Linked DNA regions of Mus musculus: region 1 is linked to region 2. The links are chromatin contacts, called in public promoter capture Hi-C maps. All regions are on one chromosome and are shown on one strand. Each heading gives the region's core, a stretch centred on a gene start, on an enhancer-like site or on the middle of the called end of the contact. The rest is flanking DNA. Distances are from core to core; before and after follow the strand shown.

What was found. Promoter capture Hi-C pulls out the DNA fragments that hold promoters and counts their contacts.
Region 1: a contact with region 2 is called in a promoter capture Hi-C map of embryonic stem cells, with 4 times the contacts expected there. The contact joins the promoter of Slc18a3 here to the promoter of Dnah1 in region 2. A contact is called at or near these places in 2 of 39 promoter capture datasets (embryonic stem cells and stem cell-derived epiblast-like cells).

What each region holds. Positions count from the first base shown.
Region 1 is chr14:32,462,163-32,467,997 of GRCm38.p6, forward strand. It overlaps Slc18a3 (solute carrier family 18 (vesicular monoamine), member 3), which reads right to left and starts at 2,688. Exons shown (of 1, transcript NM_021712.3): 1 at 275-2,688. The coding sequence starts at 2,262. The coding sequence ends at 670. Chat (choline acetyltransferase) reads right to left here and starts at 3,747. Exons shown (of 16, transcript NM_009891.2): 1 at 3,645-3,747.
Region 2 is chr14:31,321,703-31,328,095 of GRCm38.p6, forward strand. It overlaps Dnah1 (dynein, axonemal, heavy chain 1), which reads right to left and starts at 2,194. Exons shown (of 78, transcript NM_001033668.1): 1 at 2,161-2,194.

The DNA of each region.
Region 1 (5,835 bases), core at 1,438-3,937, 1.1 Mb after region 2:
GAAAGCCCTTGGTGCCAGCTGTCCTCCGAGGCCAGGCAGATCCTCAGGTTCCCTCGGGTGGAACCTCCAGGTGCTACACTGGGCTTGGAAAGGAGAGACTATCGTGTGTGTGTGTGTGTGGGGGGGGGGGGGGATTGGGGTTGTTTCCTTTTCCCAGGCAGTAAAGGATCTTCAGAGCTTCCACCCCTCCTCAGGTCTGCATTGAACATGTGAACCCCAGTGTGCTTAGGTTTTGTGTCACACTGCCCACCCCTCATCAGTAAAGAGACTTGGCCTCCTCAGACAGATATGGTTTATTAATTCAGGCCGGAGGCACCAGGGTGTAGTAGACCAAGTTTGGCACTGGAAAGATCCGCAGGAAGGACAAACAGATGCATGACTGTACTTGGGGGCTCTCAGTAGGTGGTTGGTGATCACCGGTACACCTCTGCCAAGAGCCCAATGCCTCCCTGATCCATTCCCTCAATGAATACGAGTGTGTTTGGAGAGGGGGTTAGACTGGGAGGGGTCACGGAGAAGGGATTCCAGCAAAGGAATTCAGGGCGGGGGACGGGCTAGGGTACTCATTAGAGGAGGTGGGCCCCAAGCCAAAGTTGGCCAGCGCTCTTGAAGAATGACCATCTTGACCTAAATGGGGAGGGTAGGTGGCCTGGAGGAGAAGCGGGTCTGCTAGCTGCGGGAGTAGTAGTTGTAGTCGTCCTCACAGCCATCAAAAGGGCCAGGCGGGCTACAAGGTTCACCGCCGTCCTTGCCCTGCACCTCACGCAGGCGCATCGCGTCGTACAGACCCTGCGGCGGTTCATCAAGCAGCACATCGCGCTCGGAACGCGAGCGTGTAAGGAGGCCCACATTACGCAAGAGCAATAGGACCGGTGCGTAGAGCAGGTTGGCCAGGCCCATGCCAAGGCTGAGCTGCTCAAAGCCAAGTGAGTGAACGATATGGCCTGCTACTATGGGCCCGAGAGCGTAGGCCACAGAATAGGAGATGTCAGCTATGGCATAGACACTGCCATAGACTGATACGTGGCGCACGTCCACCAGAAAGGCGAGCGTGGGTAGGAGCGCCGTGTCCACCAACGCGATGCCGAAGCAGAGGCCGCAGAGCGAGACCACTAAGGGCGCGAAGGATCGGCAGGCAGGTACGACGCAAGAGCTCACTCCGATTACCGCTAGCCCGAGAGCGCCATACAGCCACTGCAGGTGTGGATAGCGCGCCGCTAGACGCACGGTGAGATAGACGCCTAACACGTGTGGCACGAAAGCCGGCAGCCAAACCATGCCCATCTCCCACTCGGATGCCGCCATTGTGTGCTTCATCCACGTGGCTATGGTGGGCTCGAGAAACGCAAGGGGAATGTTACAAGTTGTGAGCGCTCCGGCTACAACAGCGATGTAAGGGTCTAGCATGAGGCGATGGATAGGTGTGCCCACGGGCAGGTTGGCCCGCGCCCGAGCCGCAGCTGAGAAAGGCTTAGCCACCGCCAGGAGTAGGAGTGCGTCGAAGAGCGACACGGCGGCGAGCACTAGAAAGGGTACACGCTTGCCCGCGAACTCGTAGAGGATGCCCCCAAACGGTGGCGCCACTAGGCTTCCAAAGCTGATGAAGGCTAGCGCCACGCCCAGAGCACGACTGCGCTCAGGCTCCTCGGGATACTTGTCGGCGATCATGGCAATGCCAGACGTGTCCGCGAAGGCTGAGCCCAGGCCTTGTAGACTGCGCGCAGCGAAGAGCGTGGCATAGTCTTCTGCAAAGGCAAACATGACTGTGGAGGCGAACATGACGCCCAGGCCAATAAGCAGCGGCACGTCGTAGCTCATGCGATCAATGAAAGGCCCGCTTAAGGGGTTCACCAGAAGCTGCAGGATGGCCTTGGAGGCAAATAGCACGCCTATCTTCACATCTTCACTTTCTGTGGGGTAGCGAGGCCGCAGGATTGACCGAGCCGACCCGGCAGCCGTCGGGGACGCCGAGGTGTTGGCCAAGTAGGCGCTGGCATTAGCCAGAGTGGGCGGCGGCAGGGTGGGTTCCCACACCTCAGAGATCAGGGTAGGGCTCTCGCTGCCCCCGCGCATGTGAGCGATATAGTCGGGAACAATGGGCACGATGACCATGTACAACATGTTGTCCAGTAACAGTGCAACGCACACGATGACCAGCACCAGGCGCCGCTGCCTCTGGGGCTCTTGTAGCGCGGCTCCCACTGCTTCCGACAGCTTGGTGGCCGCCGCCCGGGCCTGACCGGTTGGCGCGGTGGGTTCCATGCCCCTACCCGCTGCTCTTCCTAAGATGCCTCCACCGGAGTCGGGTGTCGGCGTCCCGCAGTGCAGAGGCTAGGGTACGGTACTTCGGGGGCGCGGTCCTAGCCGCGTAGCGCCCCCTGTGCTTCAGGTGGCTGTGGGGTTCATATCCCCGAGCTCAGGAGAAAAAAAAAAAAAAATCAAGGATTGTCCCGCGCGGCGCCGCTGCTCTTAGATGCTCCAGGGACCAGTTGCCGCTGTTTCGGATGCAACCGCGGAGGCCGGCAAGCCGAGGGGCTGAGGCGGGAGACTGGACGCGCGGTGCCCAGAGAGAGCAGGAGCAGCCCCTGCCGCGCAGAGAGGCCGTGTGCACCCGCCCAGGGGCATGCTGCCGCCGCCCGCCGTCTCTCCAGCCCTCCCCGCGCGTCCGCTCTTGCCTCTTCCTCCACCGCCGCCTCTCTTTTTTTTTTTTTTTCTCCCTCCACTTGGGGCTATGACGCGGTGAGTCTCGGCCCCCGAGTGGTGCCCGGGCCACTGGCGTCGCTCATGCTAATAGGACGTCGTCGGGGCGGGGGCCGGGGGCCGGGGGCGGGGCGCGTCCGGGCAGGGGTCCGCTTCCGAGATGTTTCCAGGTTGGGAGCAAGGGGAAGGGGATCTTGGCGAGCTGTAGTCCTAGACAAGCCCCTGGGGATGGGTGAGCAGTGGAAGGAACCGGCCCTATGTTTCCCCCAGTTCTGGGACCTATAGGGGTGAGGTTCCCCCAATTGGGAGGAGGGGTGCGGCAGCCGGTTCCCCGCAGCCTGGTGGGAGACGGGAGAGCCGGGGGCTCTAGACCTCCTCCTCAGCCTGGACTTCGGCGCACAGCGGGCACGGAGCCCCCGAGGTGAGCCGCGCTGCCTCCATCTGTTCTCGCAGCTGGAACACGCAGCCGGGACCCAGAGGCACAGCGCAAGCAACCCCCTTCCTCAATCCCGCCCCCAGCCCGTCTCATCCCCTCCTCCGGGAAGGGAGGGGGAAGGTACAGAGCCTTCAGGGTCTGGTTCCGACCCACCTGCCCTTAGGCAGAAAGTCTTAGCAGCTAATTCCAGTCTTTAAGGGTTTGAGTATTGAGAGGAGGAGTCGTTCTTTGCACCCAGGGTCCTGGAAGTCAAAACTAACACTTTTTGACCTCCCCCTACCTGGCCTCTCCTTTTCGGCTTTCCGGGCGCGGGTCTCTCCCCCCCCCCCCCCCAGCTCCGCCTATTTTCCCTTCCTTTCTACTCTCCCACTCCTCTTTCTAACTCCTCCCTGGCCCTCTTCTCTCCAGACCTTACCCTCCCTCTGCTCTTGAGAGCCTCCGCCCACTTTTCTGCATTTCCTCACCCCACCCCCACCCCGGCCGCCTCCAAGTCTTGAGTGGGGCTCACAAGTGGCGTGGAAGCTTCTGGGTCTCACGCAGCAGGGCCTCTGCAGCTTTGCTGTCAGTAGAGGCTTAGGAAGGCTCACCTTCCTTCCGGGAGGGCTGCACACGCTGAGCGTCCTGATTTGCAGGCGACAGGCTGAACAGATCAGCCTATGCGTTGGGCCCAGTGTGTCCTCAGAAGAGTTTTGACCCTAGATGGCACGTGAGGCCCGAGTTCCAGTCCACAGACTGGAAGGAGAGAGGATGCCAGTCAGCTGAGATTGGAGGTGGTGGTGACGTTGAGATTGGACTTTCCCTGTCTTGCGGAATCACAGGAGCCTTCAGATCCCAAGCTAGCCTCGGATTTAGCTTCTTCCACTGGGCTTCCCACCCGGGAAGGAGACATCGTGATCTGGGCTCCAGAGGCAGACAAATAGGATGGCTTCCAGAGCTACCACTTACTAGATAACAGTGCCAAGGGAGACGTTGTTTCTCCTTCTGCCCCCACTGTCCCTTTATTTATCTGTAAAATGGAGTACCTACAGCTTAGGGTGTGGTACACGCATGATGAGAAGCATCAGTATTTGCCATTGTTGCTGTGACATGCTCTGCCCTGTGTTCATGTCACAGTGGAGGGTCTTGTGAAGAGCAGACAGACACCAGGGCCATCCTGACTCTCTGGCTTATCCCTCGAGTGGGAAGGCATTGTGAGCCTGGTCTCTGTCCGAGCTGGTAGAAGATACAGAAAGAGCTGGAAAGTTGGCTTCTCTTCTTATGCCAGCTGCAAGATGATGTGACAGAGACCAGAGTCAGGGAGAGAAGGCAGCACTCAAGTGGTCTAGCCCAACCTCTCAACCCCGTACACAGGTACTCCTGAAAGGAGGAGACTCACCTAAGTAGAGAGCTGCCCAGTCACATGCCCTGTGATGGCCCAGCTGCCCTTAAAATGAGGGAAGAAGCCTAAATATGAGGACAGCTGTGGCTCTGGATAATGTTGGGCAAGTCACAGTTGCCCTACCTCTGGCCCACTTGGCCTCTGTTCATCAAGAGGTTACCAAAATTCACACTGCTGAAAGTGCAGCAAAACGACTTTAAATATTATCCCACTGCCTTTGTTCATAGCACATACTCCAGAGACTCGCTTTCCCTCAGCTTGCTCCATGTACTCTGTCACCTGCTTGGCTCTCCAGACACTCTAGTTTAAGAATACTCTGGGTTCCTCTGACTTTTCTACAAAAGCTACACTGATGGTTTTTAAAGAGGTATTCCACACCCTACATGGTAACGATTATTTATTCATATATTGTCGCGCCGTCTGAGTAAAATCAGGAGGCAGGATGACACGGGAGGCAGCAGTTTTCTCTCTAGTGGTTAACAGACAGTAGAATCTTCCAAAAAATAAACTTCCCAGTCCTAGCAAGCTGCAGACCTCGTCTCTTGGCTCTCCAGCCCACATAATAATCCTTAGCTGTTCCTGAGAATGAAGCCAGTTCATTTTGGGACTCACACCCAACTCTCGCCTCCTCCATTCCTCTATGACAAGATGCGGACTCACTTGTTCTGTGCCAGGGCCATGGGTATACTCTTACTTCATCCTTCCTCAATCCTGGTACAGCAAAGATGCTATCTGCCCCCATCACACCCCCCACAGGGAAGTTGTTCTTATGCCCTGGCACATCTGGTTCCAGGCTGTTAAGACCTGCTTCATGGTCTTCATGCCACCTCCCTTTTCTTTGTGTTTCATTATGCCTCTATCACTCCATCTGCAGTGTGGCACACCTTGGCAGGGTAAGGGCAAGAGGCATAAAAACTGGAGTGAGGAAGGCAATGGGCTGGATTCTTCCAGGTCTTTAGCTCCCAAATAAGAAGGCAGAGCTTTTACATCTGAAGGATACAGGGGTCACAGTCAGGGGAAGACAGACCCCCTTCAGCAAAAGGCTCCCTCTCCCAGATGTGCCAGGCCAGAAGGACAACTTCCCTTCCAGGCCTAGTGGCTCGCTGGAACTGTCCGTGGTGCTGGACGGTTTGCTGCTGGAAGCCTTCCAGGGGCCGGCCAGTCCTTGCCGTGTTTTTGTGCCTGTGGCTTTTCCCTCATACTGGTGCTTGGCAAACTCCTTTCCAGAGACTTCTGTATTTGAGCATAACTCATATGCAAGAGGAAATTTCCTATCCAGTCTTGGAGGAAAAATAGAAGCATGTTTTTCTCCTTTTCATTC
Region 2 (6,393 bases), core at 944-3,443:
GCATCTGCAACTACACTGTCTAAGTACAAGACGATGACCCGGAAGCCATTTGAGGGGCAAAGGCAGGTGGGTCTCTAGTAGAAGTCCTAGACTCTCTGCATAAAGGCTCACCATCCTCTAAATAGGCAGACCTGACAGGCCTCCCTGTGGGAAACTACCCGCACCCATTCCTGGTGACCAGCTGCCTCCTAGGGCAGATACTAAAGGTAAGACCAAGTCTGGTCTACCTGTGTGACTCTCACTGCCCCTTTCAGGACAACAGAACAGAAAGTCTACCTGTGTGACTCTCACTGCCCCTTTCAGGACAACAGAACAGAAAAGATGACTCCCTGAGGTCCAGCTTCCTCATCCTGTAAACCCACAGATAGCATCTTTGAACAAACCAGCATACAGACAGCTGGGGTTCAGGGTCCCATCTCCATAGGAAAGCGTTTCAGTCTTGGCTTCTCCAGTCAGTATATTCAGTATGTCTGGCCTGCTTTGCTGGGACATGGGAATAACTCTCTCTCTCTCTCTCTCTCTCTCTCTCTCTCTCTCTGTCTCTCTCTCTCTCCCTCCCACTCCTCTCCCTCCCCCTCCCCCCTCCTCTCTCCCTCTCTGAGCAGGTTGTAGTAGGAGGAACTCATTAACACAGCCCAAGAGGGAAGGTGGAAACATGGGCTGCAGACTCAGAACCCCGCTGGGCACCTACATAGATCAGCATGTGCAGGAATTGTAAAGACAAACTTCTGTCGTCTTACCATGGGTGACAGGGCCTAGGCCTGGGAATGAGTGTGGCTAGTGCGAGAGAGGACATGATTCACAGCAAGGCCTCTGCTGCTGGTCACCCTGGGAACTCCCCCCCCTCCAACTTTATGTGAGGAAAGAAGCTGCTGAGATGGCAGGTTTGGTCCCAGCAGGTCCAGAACTTGGAACAGCGTTGTCGGGCTTGTGGACTCATTTCATAACACAATCCCATTTAAAACCTATGTGGAAATTGAGATTATTCTCATTTCTCAGAGTCGAGAAGATAAACCCTCAAAAGGTCCTATGACCTGGCCAATGCTTCACAGTCAACAAGAGGCACCCACATGCTCAACCACTTGGCTGAACGAGTGTGGGAGTTGGGGAGCACAGAGGTGTGTGGTCCTCATAACAGGCACTACCACCACCACCAGCACTACCACCACCGCCATCACCACCACCATCATCATCAACACCACCATCATTACCACCACCATCACCACCACCAACATCAATACCACCACCATCACCACCACCATCATCAATATCACCACCATCATCACCACCACCACCATCACTACCACCTTCAACGGTTCAAACAAGGACACTCAGGTCCAAAGAGGTATATGGAGAAGCCCTGAGATGTGTGCAAAATAGCTGCCCAAGGAGGACCTGAGCAGGAGGGCTTCCAAATTATCCATCTGCGGACTCAAAAAGTACCCGCGCTTGCATCCCTTTGAAAATCTCAGGGTACAATGCAAGCTCTCATTTGGCAACGAATGTGAACTTTAAAGGATTTTGGAAGTCTCTACCTCTGCTGAGACTACACAGAAAGCAGCATAGGAGTTGGTCATTTCTCTTACAAGCTTGGGGCTTCCTTCATCCTTCAGATGTAGTCACCTGAGAAAACTGGCTCTGTGCCCACAGCTTCTTGCACCATTGAACGCAGCCTGAAATTATATGGTACTTTGTTCTTCCCTGCCTGCTGAACAGGACTTTTCAAGTAACACTGTTCTCTGGAAACTGGGTACTTACCACGGGGAACGCAGAAGGTCCCCACAATGCATTTGCTGAGTGACTATGTGAACCAACAAATAATTGAATGGGGTTTGTAAAGGAAGGGATGAAGCCCATCTCTGTAACAACTCAGATAAAGAGAGAGAATGGGTGGGTGTCTGGTAGAAGGGGGGCATTGAGTCACACACTCCCTGCATAGAAGGATCCGAGCCCCAAACATTGTGCTGTTAGGTCTTAACAGCAAGGCCCTTAAGTGCCTTCTCCTATACACTATTCCCACAGCCCGACCCCGACAAGGCTCTGTAGGGGATGTGGGAGAGGGGGAATGGTGATCTTAAGAGTGCTTCCTCCGTGTCCACTCACTTCTACACCTTAATGAATTTTCCCCAACCCGATCATCCCGCCTCCTCATGGACCTACCGGCTCCCCTAAACAGCAAAGTTTTCAGTGCTTCCCGTCTCTAGGGAAGGACACTGAGTCCGTTGCGAGGGGGCGGGACCATTCGGCACCGCGGGCAGAAGCTTCCGGCTACCAACTTCCCCAGGACCGCTCACCCCACCCTCGCCCCCAAGAGGTCTGGTTCTTTAAGCAGAGGCAGATCACGCTGCACCGGTCCGGTCTGTAGGTGGGCGTCTAATTCTCAAATTCAGACTGCATTACTCACTTCCCCCTTTAGAGTCCTCTAACAGTAAGAGACAAAAGAGTCAAAGGCAGCATGGCAACTTTGAATAATGGGCAAGGAAATAGTGAATTAAAGGCATGAGTGGTGTCTCAAACCTGTAGTCCTCAGCACATAGCATGTGGAGGCAAGGTGTCCTTGAATATATAGCACATTTGAGGACCTGGGCTCCCCGAAACCATGTCAAAACAAAGCTACTGTGGCGGGAGATTTCCTCATTTGTTAGAGGGTTGGCCTGTCTGCGGTCTGGTGGCGCACACCTGTTATTCCAGCAGTAGGGAGGTAGAAGCAAGAAGACCAGAACTTCAAGGTCATTCTTGGCTGTGGATATGAGATCCCATCTCAAACAACAACGTGGCATCAACAGTAACCAGCTACTAAACGCCCACAGTAAGGATGTGAGGAGATTGTGAGTTGGAACTTGGTGTTCAAACTGTAGCTGCAGACAGACGGGTCACAGCGCTGTGTCCACAGAGTACTAGCTCTGGGTCTCTGGAGGCTCAGCGGCCACCCTCCCACCCGCAGTCCCAGCTTCCTGTTGCATCTGCCTCCTGTGGCTGGGCAGTGGCTGCACCCTCCCGGATAGTAGCTGTCTAATGTCTGCATCTGCTCCACACTGGGCATAGGTTCGTGTTGTTCCCTGACTGGTCCTGAAAACCGAGTAATTTTGTTTTCAGTTTTTTCAGACCTGTCTCACTATGTTGTCCTTGCTGTCTAGGAACTGGCATAGATCTATCTGCGGGCCTCTTTTGTGATCGTAGTTATTGTGGTATATAGGGGCCTGTCCTTGTTTTTTTTTTAATGTCATTTTAAAATATCTATTTCTTTTTATATTATGTGTATGATGAGTGTATACATGTATAGCGTACATGTATGTTTTGCGCACCGTGTGGTATCTATTCTGCGGAGGCCGGAAGAGGGCGCTAGAACCCCTGGATCTGGAATTACAGCCGGTTAAGAGCCACCATGTGTGTGATGGAACCTGAATTTCTCCAGTCCTCTGCAAGAGTAGCAAGAGCTGAAGCTCAGAGCCATCTCTTCAGCCCCATGTCCTTGGCTTAATGCAGCCTAAATTTCAAAGCAACATCAAGTGTCTGCTGAAGTTTCCATTCGAGTGGGTTCAGTAAAAATTATATGCACACAAGTATAGACACCAAGAGAAGGAAGAGATAAAGCAAAAATGGCTAAATGTTATCAACTGGGGAATTGGAAGGTTCCTGATGCCCACTTCTTCTGCTTTCTATCCTGTAAAGGGGAGAGGTAGGTTGCAAGCCAAAAGAAAAGGAAAAGTTCCCCTTCTCAACTGCCCAGAGCTTTCCCATAATATTACCATTTCATAGGTGGGTAAACTGAGTTCACTGAGACATATTAATGTTGAAGGAGGTAGCAGGGTCTGGTGTTCATTATATGAATTTTAATCAATGTATTAATAATTCTGGCTGGTTGTCAGGTCTGCACTGGACATTAAGTGCACAGAATTAAATTGGTCCCAGTCTGGGCTATACAACATCAGTGAAGGACCAGAGAGGCCAGGCTAGGACGAACCTAAAAGCAGAGAGAAGGGTAAGCTTTGCCTGGGCCGGAGGTCCGTCTGCCTTTGTGCTGGCTTATATCCCCCCCCCCCCCAGCATCTCTCCAGCACCCCCTTCTGGCCAGCTCTCCTCACCCGTCAGACCTGGATGTTGGTATAACCTTTTCTGCATCTGTACCATGGCTTCATTTGCTTTACATTTTGGCATTTCTGTACTCACTCAGTGTCTGTTTCTGAGAAAAGCAGGAGTGTAAAGGGTACTAGAGACGGACAAGGTGACCATGGCTCTCCATGGTTCTGGGGTTAGGCTGTGTACCCCACTCAGGGTCCACAGACATCCTTGTTTTGGCTGGCATGTCCCAGACTTGGAACAATTGTCCAAATAATCGCAGTAACCAAGTGGGTTGCCATGGCAGCATCAGCCCATGATAAGACATCAAGGATGAGAGGGGCTACTAGTCTGAGAACGTGACCAAGCATCTCAGTGGGTTGGGGATAACACAGGGCTCACAGCTCTCAGACACATGAGCAGGCCATGTTGGGAAGAGTCCATTCTCAGGAGGATCGCCTCATAGAGGCCCTCTCCTTCACCCAGTGCAGTCATGGAACATTCCTTTAGATCAGTGGGTCTCAACCTTCCCAGGAATGAGACCCTTTAATACGGTTCCTCATGGTGTGGTGACCCCCAACCATAACATTATTTTTGTTGCTACTTCATAACTGTAATTTTGCCACTATTCATATCATGATGTCATTTTTTGGAGACAGAGGTTTGCCAAAGCGTCTCCATCCACAGGTTGAGAACCTCTGCTCTAGATTGAAGATGGCCTGAAGGGTGGGGACTAGATCTTGTTGCCCATCACAGATCTATTCTGCCAGTAAAGAAATTATTTCTTTTTCTTTCATACACTGCATCTCAGCCACAGCTTCCTCTCCCTCTGCTCCTCTCAGTTCTCCTCCAGCCTGCCCTCACCCCCAGATCCATTCCCCTGCCAGAAAACAAAAACAAACAAAACAAACAAACAAACAAACAAACAGGCGTCCAAGGAACAGCAACCAAACCTGGCACAAGCTACAATAAGACCAGGCACAGACCCTCAATCAAGGCTGAGCAAAGCAACCCAGTAGGAGGAAAAGGGTCTGAAAAGCAGGCTAAAAAGTCAGAGACACCCTATCTCTCACTGTCCGAAGTCCCTCCCCTCCCAGAACACCAAGCCAATGACCATAACATATGCAAAGAACCTAGCACGGATGCATGCGGGCTTCACAGTTGCTACTTCGGTCTCTGTGAGCCCCCACGAACCCTACGTAGGTGATTCTGTGGGATGGGCTCTCCCAGTGTTCTTGACCCCTCTGGCTCCTACAATTCCTCCTCCTCTTCTTCCATGGGTTTCCAAGGGGAGGGACCCGATGGTAACCTCCAACCTGGGCTTTCTCTCTGCCTAATGTTTGGCTGTGGGTCTCTGCATCTGTTCCCATCAGCTGCCAGAGGCAGCTCTCTCACAATGACTGGATGAGTTTGTTCTACCCTAGGTCTTTGGGCTATACCAGTCTCTTGTTCCCAGTTGTGTTGGTTTGAATAGGAATGGTCCCCACAGACTCATGTGTTTGAATGCTTGGCCTAAAGGAAGTAGCACTATTAGAAGGTGTGGCTTTGCTGGAGGAAGTGTGTCACTGTAGAGGTGGGCTTTGAGGTCTCATGTGCTCAGGCTCCACCCAGTGTGCTAATAGTCTCCTGCATGTTTGTGTACCACATGTGTGCCTGGTTCCAGTGGAGGCCAGAAGAGGGTGTCAGATCCCTGGAACTGGAGTTGTAGACAGGTGTGGCCTGTCATAGGTGCTGGGAGCTGAACTCCAATCCTCTGGAAGAACACTAGTATTCTTAACCACAGGGGCACCTGTCCGTTCCAGCTTTCTCTTTGATCACATCTAGTTTGTACTTTAAATTACTTTTAGAGGTGTTCATTGATAATGTTTGGAAACACATTTTATATTTAAGTGTTGATGTCATATCCTGCAGTATTGCTGAACTCCTTTACCCGACAGCCCAAAGAATGTCTTGTAAAAGTCCGGCTCAGCAAGCAGAACGTTTACTATCAGTTGTTTTCAGAACGAGGTGTGACTTACAGGTGCATGTATGGAAGTTGCCATCACCCTCTGCCACCCATCAGGCTTAAAGTCTGCAAAGGGATGGACACAAACCTGAATTACATCACCACCTAGTGTTCACAGCAGAAGAGACTACACACTCAGATAACAAAGCACAAACAAACCCAGACTCAATGCTGCATGGTCATACAGCCCTTATATGGCTCTTATCAAGGATTTTCCTGGCTTCAGCAAATACTTTGTGACAGTAGAAGAGTGTATTTATAGTGATACAGTCTAGAATGCAGACCTAATGCTGCTCACTGCAGGGTGCAATTACTCAGGCTCCTTCTTT